2 separate regions of the Mus musculus genome follow, and region 1 is linked to region 2. The links are chromatin contacts, called in public Hi-C maps. All regions are on one chromosome and are shown on one strand. The core of a region is the stretch at or near the end of the contact, and the rest is flanking DNA. Distances in the headings are between cores, read along the strand shown.

Region 1 (6,374 bases), core at 2,704-5,203, 100 kb before region 2:
ATGAATGCATAAATTCCTCTCCCTGAAGACTATTAACTGCTACCAATGTCAACTCTGTCCCACCCACCACCTCAACTCTTCTTTCCTACTGCACACCATCCTCTTCGCAGATGCTCTTGGGCACATAAACCCATCACTATAACCATAACTATGACTTCTCTATACACTATTAGATTGTACAGACAAACTCATTATTTACTTTAGTCCTGCTATTTTTTTAAAAGATTTATTTCTATCTTACATTCATGGATGTTTTGCCTGTATATATGTGTGTGTGTGTGTGTGTGTGTGTGTGTGTGTGTATGTATGTATGTATATGTGCACCATGTGCAAGCAATGCCCATGGAGGCCAGAAGAGGGCAATGAAGTCCCTAGAACTGGAACTACAAATCTGTTTGCTAGCGTATGGCTGCAGGGAACCAGAGAGGAGTCCTCTGCAAAAGCAGAAGTGCTCTTAACAGCTGAGCAATCTCTCTAACTTTGACTAGGGACTATTTTAAATTAGGTACCCAGTAAAAACAACTTAAACGACATTCAGTATGAAGACACTTCCAAGCGAGCTGTTTAACTTCATGGCGCAGACAAAACTGACCCTAGTTAACTGTGGCAAAGCTGGGAAGGAAGGGGAAGGGATCGACACTGACTTGTCCAGCGGTGGTTCTGGAACTACACCGAGGAAGGAACTCTACAAGTCAATAAAGTTTGGAGAAAGACAGCCTTCCTCCCAGGCTGCAGCTCAGGGGCTGAAGGCTCTAAAGTCTCCCCTCCAGGTCAATGTCCACTGCTGCAGAGGTGAGCTTCACCCAGAGAAGAAGGTACTGAACAATGTTTTACACAACACCAGGCTTCCAAACTCAACAAAGCAGCTAGAAAAACAGACGTTTGGCTGAAAATAAAATACCCGTTTTTAAATATCCTCTATCAAACTGAGGTTCTACTAATGTGCATGCAGATATCATTTCCAACCTCCAAATTCTCCACTATAGGTCTGTGTTGCTTGAAACTTTCATCCACCTGCCTCCTCCATCCCTCAGTATTGGGATTACAGGTGTGTGCCATGCCTGGCTCCCTTCATGTTTTTTCTAACACAGTAGGAAAAAAAAGTGCTGCAAATAAGTCAGTCCAAACCGTGTTAGCTGCCCCAAAGATCAAACTCTACAAAAAAGTTTTTCCAGGACACTAACTCTTACAAATGGTTTAAGGGTGAAATTTTGGACCACCCACAAAACAAAGCAGCACACACAAATCACATCAACCCCACATTACCATTCTCTAGTGGGAGGACACAGCTGAGAGACATCGTAAGGACACAGTCAGAAAAAGTCCAGAAGCCATGGTCTTCCAGCTCAGAGATCAAAACGGAGTCACTCCTATGGAAGCTATCCAAACTGAAACTAAGTTGTTATCTGACCTTCAGAAAAATCAAAGACAACCACATTTCCCCAACAGGCCAGTTCAATCCACAGGACAAGAGTCCCTCAGTGAGGTGCTCTCACTCAGTTTTGATCCTCGGCGAACGCCATCCAGAAGTGACTGGATGTGGAACTAGCTGTTTTCCTATGGGATTTTCCCGGCTTCCACTTTTCGAGGGAAGCAACGTTCAGGCCACAGCTCCCTTTCATCCTTTGTCTTCAGCCCTCTACTGCCCCATAAAAGGAAGTCCCAGGCTCACTAAGAGCAGTATTTTTCAGAGTTCCCAAAATGAAAATGTGAAATGTGATCCTAAGGAGAGAAGAAGAGGGCACCTCATCCCTCAGAATGACAGACCGGCAGGGCCTCAGGCACAGGGCTGGCCGAGCATACCGCCTCAGACTGCTGTTTGCTCTGGAGCTGGCAATTAAAGACACTACCTAAACAGCCACCCAGCCTCTATCCACAGATTGGGGGCACATGCTGGGGGTGTATCCACAACATGAAAGAAATGCCTTCATTCCCTAAAACAACCTATTCTATTTAAGGAACGTTTACATGGTAGGTAGTTTGTTGTACTAGGAGGCAAAACCTGGAGTCCAACATGTATGTGCAGGACAACTGCTCTACCACAGACTTCTGACTTTTTGAAACAGGACCTTAAATTATACAAGCTGTCCTTAAACTTCCAACCCTCCTCAACAACTAGGGTTACAATCCTGTTACTAGGCCTGGTGAAGGGTGACCACCCTATCCTATGTAAGAGATGGGCAGCATCAGAGCTTAGCTATCCCAGAAAGGCTTAAAGCACCTCCTTTGAACACTAAAGTGGGCTTGACTAGAGAAATTCCATAGTGAAAATCTATTTTTAAAAAACCTTAAGCATGGCTCAGCGGTTAAGAGCACTCACTGGCTGTTCTTCCAAAGGACCCGTGTTTGATTCCCAGCACTCCCATTGTCTAACTCCAGTCCCGGGAGTTCAGAGCCCTCTTCTGGACTCCTTGAGCACCAGACACACATGTGGTACACAGACAAATATGCAGACAAAACATCCACACACATATATTTCAAAAATCCTAAGTATAAAAAGACAGCCCCTCACTCGATTGTACTCCAGGCGGAAAAAGGAGAGTGGCGCAAGGCCAGTCTAGAGTACAGGAGACCTCATACAAATTCACTTAGACTGAAAGCCTTTTGCTTGATCCATTTCTTAGGCATGTCAAAGTAGGATTTTAAAGCTAATTTCGTTTTACTTATTGAGAGAAACACTACACGTTTTTATAAACATAGCAGGCTACGTTAATACACAATTACCAAATCTGATAACGGACATCCTGTAAATCGTGTTCACCCATTAACTAATACTGAAGGGGTTAAAAAGGCTAAAGATGTGCCTCTTCTATCTTTCCAAAATTTCACCACCTCAGAAGTGCGCTCAGGATGTATAGGTAAAAAAACGTCTAAGATCCGGTTTCATTTTCACTCTCTAACAAAAGCTATGCAGAAGGCAATTACTCTCCATCAATCCTTTCAGGCTGCAGCTTCTTCCAGAAAATTCCAAGGAAAGTTAGTGAGGCATTCGCATTTCGATACGGATACCATCTTTCTCGCTAGTCACACTAAAATCCTTTACAACACTTGAACGAATCTTGTATTGCTTTTGGATGTACACGATAAATAAACAAGCCTTTAAACCAGAAGTAAGACTGCACGCGCGCGCGCACACACACACACACACACAGAGAGAAAAATCCTTACAAAACCCGAAACCCAATTCATAGACCATCGAAACCAAATCAATATAAAAACAATTGCGTAAACAAACTTTGAGATGCGCAGGCAACGTCGTGGATGACTGAAGCCATTTCTCAACCCGACACCCCCCGCCTCCCGGAAAGGCCCAGAACGCACCATCCGTGCAGGAAGCCGCCAGGGACCGCGACCCCCGGCGCTGCGCAGTATCCGCACCGCACATCTATCGGGCGCATTCGGGGAGGCAAACCCAAGGTCACGCAGGCCCGCGCCCCGAGCCCCCCAGGCAGGGCGTCACCGGGATGACCCGTCGCGGGGGTCCCGCCACGCCCCTCCCCCGCCCGGTTACGCAATGCCCCCGCCCCCGCCCCCCGCCCGGCACGGAACAAAGCGCGCGGGAAGCGGCCGCGGGGCTGGGGCAGGGACCCCGCGAGCGCCATGTTGGCGGGGGCGGCGGGGACCGGGCGGGGGCGACGAACAAAGGAACTCGCGCACGCCCCGGCCCCAGCCCGCCGCGCCCCGGCCCCACCGAGCCCGGCCGGCAGGGGGCGCTGAGGGGCGCCGCCCGCGGACAATGCGCCCGGGGCCCCGCGGGCTATGCTCACCTGGGTCCGCGCGCCGTGAGAGGCCCACTCGCTTCCCCCCTCACGGCCCTGCAGCCAGCCCCACGCGCGTCTCACCTGTCGGCCACCGAGGCTGCCCACGGGGCCGCCGTGGTTCGCTCGTGCTCCCCGCCGGCCCAGCCCGAGCCAGACGGCGCCTCCCCACCCCCGCTCCTCGCCGCGGCCGCCGCCCGCCCCCCGGCCGCCACGGCGCACGCGCACTGCGCCCGCCGAACTGCGACGGCCGCGCCGCCCCGGCGCCCGGCGCCGCCGGACGCACTGCGCAGGCGCGGGTGGGAGGCGGGCCCTGGCGGCGGGGGCGGGGCCTGGCGCTGCTCACCTGGAGGGTGGGGCGCGCACCCGGAGCGGCGAGGTACACGCTGGGGAGCCGCGGGCCTGGCGTAGAGCCGGCCTCTCTTACAAGCGGAGCAGGGTCGGGAAGACGAACGGAGAGTAGCGGGCGTTGGTATTTACTCTTGCACGGGAGGACGGCTTCCAGGAGCTATCCTGACTCTTTGTCCTGGGACCTTACGTCTGCTGTCTCGGGTAGCTGCCTGGCTAGCTGCGGAGATGCAGGAGGCTAGGTCACATGACCGTGCGCCGCGCAGGTGCACTTTCCTGCGGAGCAGCAGCTTTGGACTGCAGGACGCGAGCCCTTTAAAAATATGGATAGGCTCCCCCATGCTCCCTTGAAGACACACCGCCTTGCTGTACGCCGCACTGCGCAGTGGCTGAGGAACTAGGCTCAGCTTGCAAAGCTCAGGGCCTCCTGCGAACACCTGCTGAGGGTGGCTGCTGCAAACACCTAGCCTTGGCCTAGCTGCAGCCGCTGCTCTAGAAGTCACCCCGGGCTCCTCGCGAGGCTGCAAGCCAAGACTTCCCACGATCGCACGAGAATCCGTGCGACTCTGGTTCCAGTTAAGATCGCCTATTGAGGATCTGTTTGGCTGTGGGCAAGGAAAGAGAGAAAAAGAAAACGTCCGGGATGGTTTGGTTTGAGGGGAAGTGAAATACGGGACCTGAAGCTTCGTCTGGGTCTCCTTCCCTCCTTTAACCCAGTGTCTGGATCCAGGCGGTCACCGACCTGGTTCCTCGAGTGCTGTAGCACTGCCGCATTGTAATAAGCCTCCTGCCAGAGTGTTGCCAGGTCGAATTACAAGACGTTATTGGAAAGCCCTTTGCGCACTCCAAACCTGCAGCACGGCTCTTAGTTCGCTGTGCTCTTTGGGATTCCATTGGCACTTTTTTTTTTTTTTTCAAAATAAGATTGATATGTGCCTGCTCAAATTAAAATGCTTGTCTCAGATGACATTCTTGGCAGGAGCAACGTAGTCACAGACCGAAGAGAGGGCTAATTTCAGTAGAGATGCAGCCAGCCTGGAGATCACTGAGAGAAGATTAGCTTTTGTTGTGTTTAATGTTTGATCGTGGAGGCTGACAGGAACAAGGAAGGGTGTGATAGGGAAGGAGGCTGGAGTGACAGTATGGAACACTTCCGTTTCCTTGGTGACACGCCTGGTTTTTTTTGGTTTGTTTTTTTTTTTCTGTTCTCTAGAGGAACAGAACTTACAAAATGAATATATACATATGGAAAGAGTATGTATTAGAATACCTCACAGGCTTTGATCAAGTTAGTCCAGCAATGGCTGTCTACCCACAGAAGGTCCAGGAATTCAGTAGTTGTTCAGTACTGAAAGCTGAATGTCTCATCTGGTCTTCAGCATACGCTGGAATCTCAAGCAGGCTATAATGTGAGTGAAGGAATGGACTTGCTAGTGAGACAGCAAAGAGCAAAAACTTCCTTATTCCGTGTCCTTTAAATAAGCTGCCAACAAGTGTGCCCCAGATTAAAGGTATGTCTTCCTACCTCAGAAGATCCACATTAACCGTGTCTCTTCCCACCTCAAAAGGTCTGGATTAAAGGTATATTTTTTTTACCTCAAAGATCCATATCAAATGGTTTAATTAAGCAGAAATCCATCACTGGTGGGCCCATCCATTTTGGAGTTTTGATTCCTGATGTCAAGTTGACAAAAATGGCCTTCACATCTGCCTAGCACTTACTGACATTTTGGGACCTGGTAACTTGGGGAAAAGAGTATTGGGTTGTTTTGCTTGAACCAGGGCCTCACTATCTAGCTGGGTAAGCCCACGCAGGCCTGTAATTTAAGGTCTTCCTGTGTAAGCCTCCCCAATACCTGGCCTCGTGCATGGTAGGGCATTTGGTGTCATCCTTGGCTTCTACCTATCTGAGGCCACTTGCAGACCCAACTGACCAATCAACCCTTCAAGCCTTGCTTTCTCCCACTTCTTCACAACCTCAGGTTTAAATTTGCCTCGACTGATGGTCTCCAGCAACCTGTCAAAAATAACACGGGCTACATTCTAGATTTATGAATGCCTAAATTGGACTCAGGGACAGAGTTGGTTTTTGTTTTTAAGATGAGGTCTCATATAGCTCAGGCTGGTCAGAACTTTTATACAGCCAAAGACAATCCTGAACACCATTCTCGTCCACCTGCCGCTCTCCTACCAAGAGCTGGGGTGGCAAGCACATACCAGCTCACAGATCAAATTGCTGGGCAGTGGTGGTGCCGTGCTGTGTGTCTC
Region 2 (5,847 bases), core at 3,076-5,575:
GCACTCAGTTCATCACCTGTCACCATGTCACCGTGAGGACTCTGTGCTTGTCTCTGTTCTCTAGGTCCTGTGCTCACTGTATTTGGGAGACTTCTATATGGCTATAGTGTCTGGTCCGGAGTGCTGGAGTGACCATGAGGGACTCTGGTAGGGAAAGATCTAGATGCTGGTGCCACTGCTGCCTTGTGTGGCCAATTCTTACCCCTGTTGCTGCGAAGCAGGAAGACAAAGTGGCCTTATGGATGGTGTGGGAACTTCCGGGAAGCTGCCGGAGCTGCAGGGAAGGGTGCTGCGGGGGTAGGGTTATGCGGGAGTGGTGGGGGCGCTGTGGCTGCTGCACGGAGTTGCAGGACTTGACAGGAGGGCGCTGTGGGAACTGCAGGGAACTGCGGGTGCTGCAGGACAAGGTCTTTCATCAGGAGACCCAGGCTGGATCCCATCCCATGACCACGCATGCCAACTTGCCCACGTGAGAAGGCAAGACCAGACACAGGGTCAGCTGTGGTCACGGAAACTTTTATGGAAAAGTTCGACCTCACACACATTACCGACTCCATCCACCACTACCAAGTGGAATCAGACAGCCAAGCCTTTAGAGTTTTGTTTTCAGGATGCGTTTAATTGGGTTCAGTGAATCAAGCCCTTTCAATTAGGCTGATTGACTCTATAATATCTTAGAGATGAAAAAGCAGAAGAAACGGTAACTGGGACAGGAAAGAACTGGTTGACAGAAATGGGGCAGAGAGAATATTGTGTCCTCTGAGGTTCTGGGTGCCGCACCCAGGTCTCCTAGCTCAGAAGCAAAGAAGGCTTATTGGGCAAAAGCTTTTGGCACAACAATCTAGAAAGAATAGAACTGGGTCCCATGCTTCCTCATCCGGCAAAAGTTACAATGTAAATAGTGAACTGGTGGAATTTGTAAAGAAAAAAAGTCTATGAAAATCTGCATGACTTCAAAGACCAGCAGAACATTCCCCCCATTGTGATGCAGGCTATGTGCGCTTGGCTATGGGGCTTCAGCCCTGCCCAGAAAGGCAGAGCTTATCTATTTAATATTTATTTTTATCCCTCCCTCCCTCCCTCCCTCCCTCCCTCCCTCCCTCCCTCCCTCCTCCTCCCCCTCCTCCTCCTCCTCCTCCTCCTTCTTCTTCTTCTTCTTCTTCTTCTCTCTCTCTCTCTCTCTCTCTCTCTCTCTCTCTCTCTCTCTCTCTTTCTTTCTTTGTATGTGTGTCTGCCTGTACAAGAATATGCCATCTGTGAGCAGGTGCTTAGGCCAGAAGAGAGCATTAAATCTCCTGAAGTGCTGGGATCTGAACTCTGGTCCTCTGCCAGAATAGGAGGCACTCTTTTGTTTTGTTTTGTTTTGGTTTTGGTTTTTCGAGACAGGATTTCTCTGTGTAGCCCTGGCTGTCCTGGAACTCACTCTATAGACCAGGCTGGCCTCAAACTCAGAAATTCGCCTGCCTCTGCCTTCCAAATGCTGGGATTAAAGGCGTGCCTGGCCAGGAGGCACTCTTAACTGCTGAGTTATTTTATTTTATTTTATTTTTGTTGTTGTTTTAAAAATAATTTATTATTTATATTTTCTTTATATGTTCTGGTTTTCTCTCTGTATATATGTCTGTATGAGGGTGTTGGGTCCCCTGGAACTGGAGTCACAGACAGTTGTGAGCTGCCATGTGGGAGCAGCCTGGGGTCTCTGGTAGAGCAGCCAGTGCTCTTAACTGCTGAGACATCTTACAGCCCCGTTTTTATTTACTTGTTCATTTGTTTGTTTTTGAGAAAGGTTCTCATGTAGGCCAGGATGCCTTGAACTTGCTATCTAGCAAAAGATGACTTTGAACTCTTGGCTCTCCTGCTTCCATCAGGAGGTACAGGTGTGTACCACCATGTCAGGCTAAAAACTCAAATTCAAACCTGGAAGTCCTTGATAGAAGCAGTGATGTCCTATGATTGCTATATGTATACATCTTATGCATATATAGACCTTTTCTTTTTCTTTTTTTTGCAAAAAAATTATACATGAAACCAAATAAGTCATGGCTAGTATTTGACTGGAAAAAATATTCACAGTGAATGTGAAATGCAATAATAAATAAATAAGCAATTTTTTAAAAAAGTAAAAAGTATAAGATGGCAAAATAGGGCTGAGGCTGTAGCTCAGAGGCAGAGGGCTTCCTTCAAATGCATGGGACCCTAGGTTCCATCCCTATCACACCTAAAACTAATTAACTAACCAACCAACCAACCAACCAAATGACAAAACCAAACAGTAACAAAAAATTTACGATGGCTGGATATAGGAATAGCTTTTATTTATTTATTTATTTTTATTTATTTATTTTTTTTGGTTTTAGATTTATTTTTCACCCTTGGTAATCACAAAAGAATTTTCAATATTTTACCAGAATCTATGTTTACTGAGCCCTTAATGTTTTTTTTTTATTTTATTTTTCATTTTAGGAATAGCTTTTAAACAGAGGTGAGTAATCTCAGATGGTATGCTAACATCAGAATGTACAAATTTATGGAAATTACAGTGTTGTATCTTCCATTGACAGTAGTCATGTATAGGAAAGGCTGTTCATTTGCTAATAGTTTAACTGTGAATTGTAACCCTTTGAGAAGAGCACCAGCACTTTAAAATTAAAATATACACACTACAATACAGGTTTTCTATGCTGGAAAATTTAGGCCTTTCCTCTTCACGCAGAGATCTAGATGTTTTACAAAATAGATCAAATGGGGATGTCAGCCAGGACTGACTCCCCGAGAGTAATCAGTTTTCATTTATTGCCAATCTCCAAACAGGCAGTGCGCCCCTTTTAAGCATTGGTTCATCTACCTGTCCTGACTCGAATCCGAGCTTTGCTGAAGGGATGTGTGAGCCTTTTACTTTGCTTCTCAGCTTCTCCCAGACAGTACAGGGCACTGATATTCAGAGAATACCTGTTGATGGGATTGATTTTATAATCCAAAACTGCAGTTATACCACCAGGAGGGGGAGGAAGACAAGAGAGAATGATAGTAGAGGGGTCGGGAAGAACATGAACAAAGTACAAAAATATACATGTGTGAACCCATTAGCTTTTAACCCTAACTTTAAAAAAATGAATTAGTCACGATAGAAACTTATACAGTTTTCTACATCCTCACCTTCTTAAAGCTTTTCCCATGATGCTTCTCTTCCACCACAAGGCAAATGGATTTTGACTTTGTAGGTCATTGAAGGACAATACATCTAATGAACATCTTTTCCTTGGTTGTATGTTGTGGAAAGCCGGTACGTGCTGCGAGCAATCGCCATTATAAGATGGCGTGGGCCTCCGCTGTGCCTAACTAGTAAACAAGCCTTGTACGCAGGTGCAAGAGTGAATTCACTCCTAGTCACTCCTATTCTCGGGGTGTAATAGTGGGGTGATGGGCAAGCAACGAATCGGGAGCTGTCACGCCATATCAGGTGCTGAAACGTCACGCTGCGGGTTATAAAAGCAGCGCCATTTTCCCGGTTCGAGATCTTCCTGAGAAGCAAGCAATAAAGCTTTTGCCGCGGAAGATTCTGGTTTGTTGCGTCTTTCTTGCCGGTCGAGCGGGACGCAATAGTATGTGACCTTTCTTGGGGAGATGTGAATATGTCTATTCACTCCAGAATGATTAAAAAAAAAAGCAGTTCTTTCAAAATCCAGGTTAGTGAACCAATGAGTTTATTGGGTTATTTTCTGGAGCATGGATGACTCCAAGGGAGATAGGGTAACAGCCCATAAAAGCTGCATCTCTGGAGCTTGCTCCATGATTTAGAGAGGTTGCTGGTGGGGGGTCCCCTGTCCCTTCCAACTGCTACTGTTTGTATATCCTTGGACAAAGGTCTCATGTAGCTTGTTAAGTTTCAGGAACTTCCTGAGACTTGCAAATTTTGTCCATTTCCCCAAGTCTTAACATCTTCCCTCCAGGAAGGAATGCGTCAATACAGAGGCAATAACTGTACAACACTGAGTTTCTATAAAACATTAAAAGAAAAATCAAACAGCACCCAGTCTAGGAGCAGCAATCCTTCTGGAATCCTTGCTGTATGTATTTAGCATGGGCTGCAGTGCTAAGGAGTCAAGGGAAAAAAGGCTTGGCTTCAAGAGTTTGCTGCCTTGGCTGAACATGCTGGACGTGGTCATCTTTGAAGTGAAGGCTGATGCTCTGGTGGGCTCCTTTTGCACTTGTAGCTTTTGGTTGGTAATTTTCCTGTCTTAATCCCTCTCCACCCAGCACAGAGCTGAGACACGGCAAGCATTCCTGAGCACAAGGCGACTGTGATTGCCTTATAGAAGCAATCTGTATTCACAGGACATGTGTGTGCTCCACGAGCTGCATTCAGGCATGATTTAGATTTAGTGCTATTGGCTGTGAGTTCAGTGTTCATGAATCAAAAGAGGAAAACATCCAATCTGCTCCAGTCTGGACTGTTCCAGAAAATGCATGATGAGGCTATTGAAAAGGATGGGAAAGTGGCTAGACACATGGATACAGAGTTGATGATTCCCTCAAGGCTCTCTTTATCAAACTCACAAACACTGTGCAACATTGTTGCAAAGCAGAAGCCAAAGAATTGACTATAGTGAGCCAAGGTCAGGGGCATGTTAACCCTTTCTTGGAGTGCTGGCTGGCTTGCATGTTTCAAAAAGCAATGAGGTATGAAAAATATTAAATAGATCTGTAGACAAGGAGGCTGCAGTAGAATTGTTTCTTTTGTATGTGTATATGTATGTATATATGCATGTACATGTATGCACATATATATGTATTCATTTGTTCTCTCCCTGTGTGTCATATAGAGCAAATTCAGGCTATTAGGCTTGGTAGTTTTGGTTTGGTTTTTGGTTTTTTTTTGAGACAGGGTCTCACTTTATAGCCTTGGCTGACCTGAAACTCACTATGTATACCAGGTTGGCTTCAAACTCAGAGATATGCCTGTGTCTACTTCACAAGTGCTGGGATTGAAGGTATGAGCTATCAGATCCAGCTGGCCCTGGGATTTTAAAAGCTTCTAAGTCATGTGGGGGAAGGCTCGTTTGGGAGGAGCACAGTTTTGGTGCTGATGAGAGTATGCCATGCACACCTATGGCTCCATTGGTATGAAAGGACCATGTTTAAGAAACAGAATTGCAAGAAAAAGTTCATGCATGTTCAGTAGACACTTTTGTTGTTGTTGTTGTTGTTGTTTTTGAGACAGGGTTTCTCTGTATAGTCCTGGCTGTCCTGGACCTCACTCTGTAGACCAGGGCTGGACTTGAACTCAGAAATCTGCCTGCTTCTGCCTCCCGAATGCTGGGATTAAAGGTGTGGGCCACCACTGCCCAGCTAGACACTGTTTTTTGAGCCAAGGCCTCACATTATAGTTCAAGCAGATGTGGCATTTACCATGTAGAGCAGGTAGGTACCAACTCCCAGCCATCTTTTGCCTCAGCCTCAGTATACCAACAGGCTGGGCAGCAGACACAGTCTCCTAGAATTCCACTTGGATTTGTGAGTGGTCAAATCTGAGGCCTGGCAGCAGACATAATTTCCTAAAAATCTACTTTGATTGTGAGTGGTTGAAACTTTGGCTGTGGCCTAATGTCCTAAACCTACCTGCACCAGGACAGAGTAACCTCCTGGAGACAACGTGTGAGATACAAGGTGTACTGAACCTTGATGGAAAAGATGAACTTACCAACGGGAACAGCCTTTGAGGATCCCATAGGGGCACCAGGTCTGTGGTAGCTGGCAGGACCCAGGGTACCTGTGCCCAGTGGGTGCTGTTTTATTGCTCCCTGCTGCCGTGGGGGTCGGGGGTTGGGGGGGGGGAGATTTTGTTTT

The links. Hi-C and Micro-C count contacts between places; a contact is called where the count stands out from the background.
Region 1: a Hi-C map of Sertoli cells shows a contact between it and region 2, with 3 times the contacts expected there. The contact joins the promoter of Spin1 here to the enhancer-like site in region 2. A contact is called at or near these places in 9 of 39 promoter capture datasets (the 3T3-L1 cell line, the C10 cell line, cranial neural crest and 5 more), 2 of 484 Hi-C or Micro-C datasets (Sertoli cells and cortical neurons), 8 of 115 datasets of contacts at active chromatin or transcription factors (craniofacial prominence, embryonic limb bud, embryonic stem cells and 1 more) and 3 of 9 other capture datasets (adipose tissue, liver and pancreatic islet).

What each region holds. Positions count from the first base shown.
Region 1 is chr13:51,098,459-51,104,832 of GRCm38.p6, reverse strand. It overlaps Spin1 (spindlin 1), which reads right to left and starts at 3,953. Exons shown (of 6, transcript NM_146043.4): 1 at 3,843-3,953. 9430083A17Rik (RIKEN cDNA 9430083A17 gene) reads left to right here and starts at 4,106. Exons shown (of 1, transcript NR_029463.1): 1 at 4,106-6,374.
Region 2 is chr13:50,998,444-51,004,290 of GRCm38.p6, reverse strand. No RefSeq gene overlaps it. Among named protein-coding and RNA genes, the nearest start is that of Gm32613, 9.8 kb to the right of the region's middle. Within about 2 kb of position 4,325, at least 7 of the 459 cell types and tissues checked have an H3K27ac peak or open chromatin away from gene starts, as enhancers often do. A contact at or near this core is called in Sertoli cells, where this site is marked.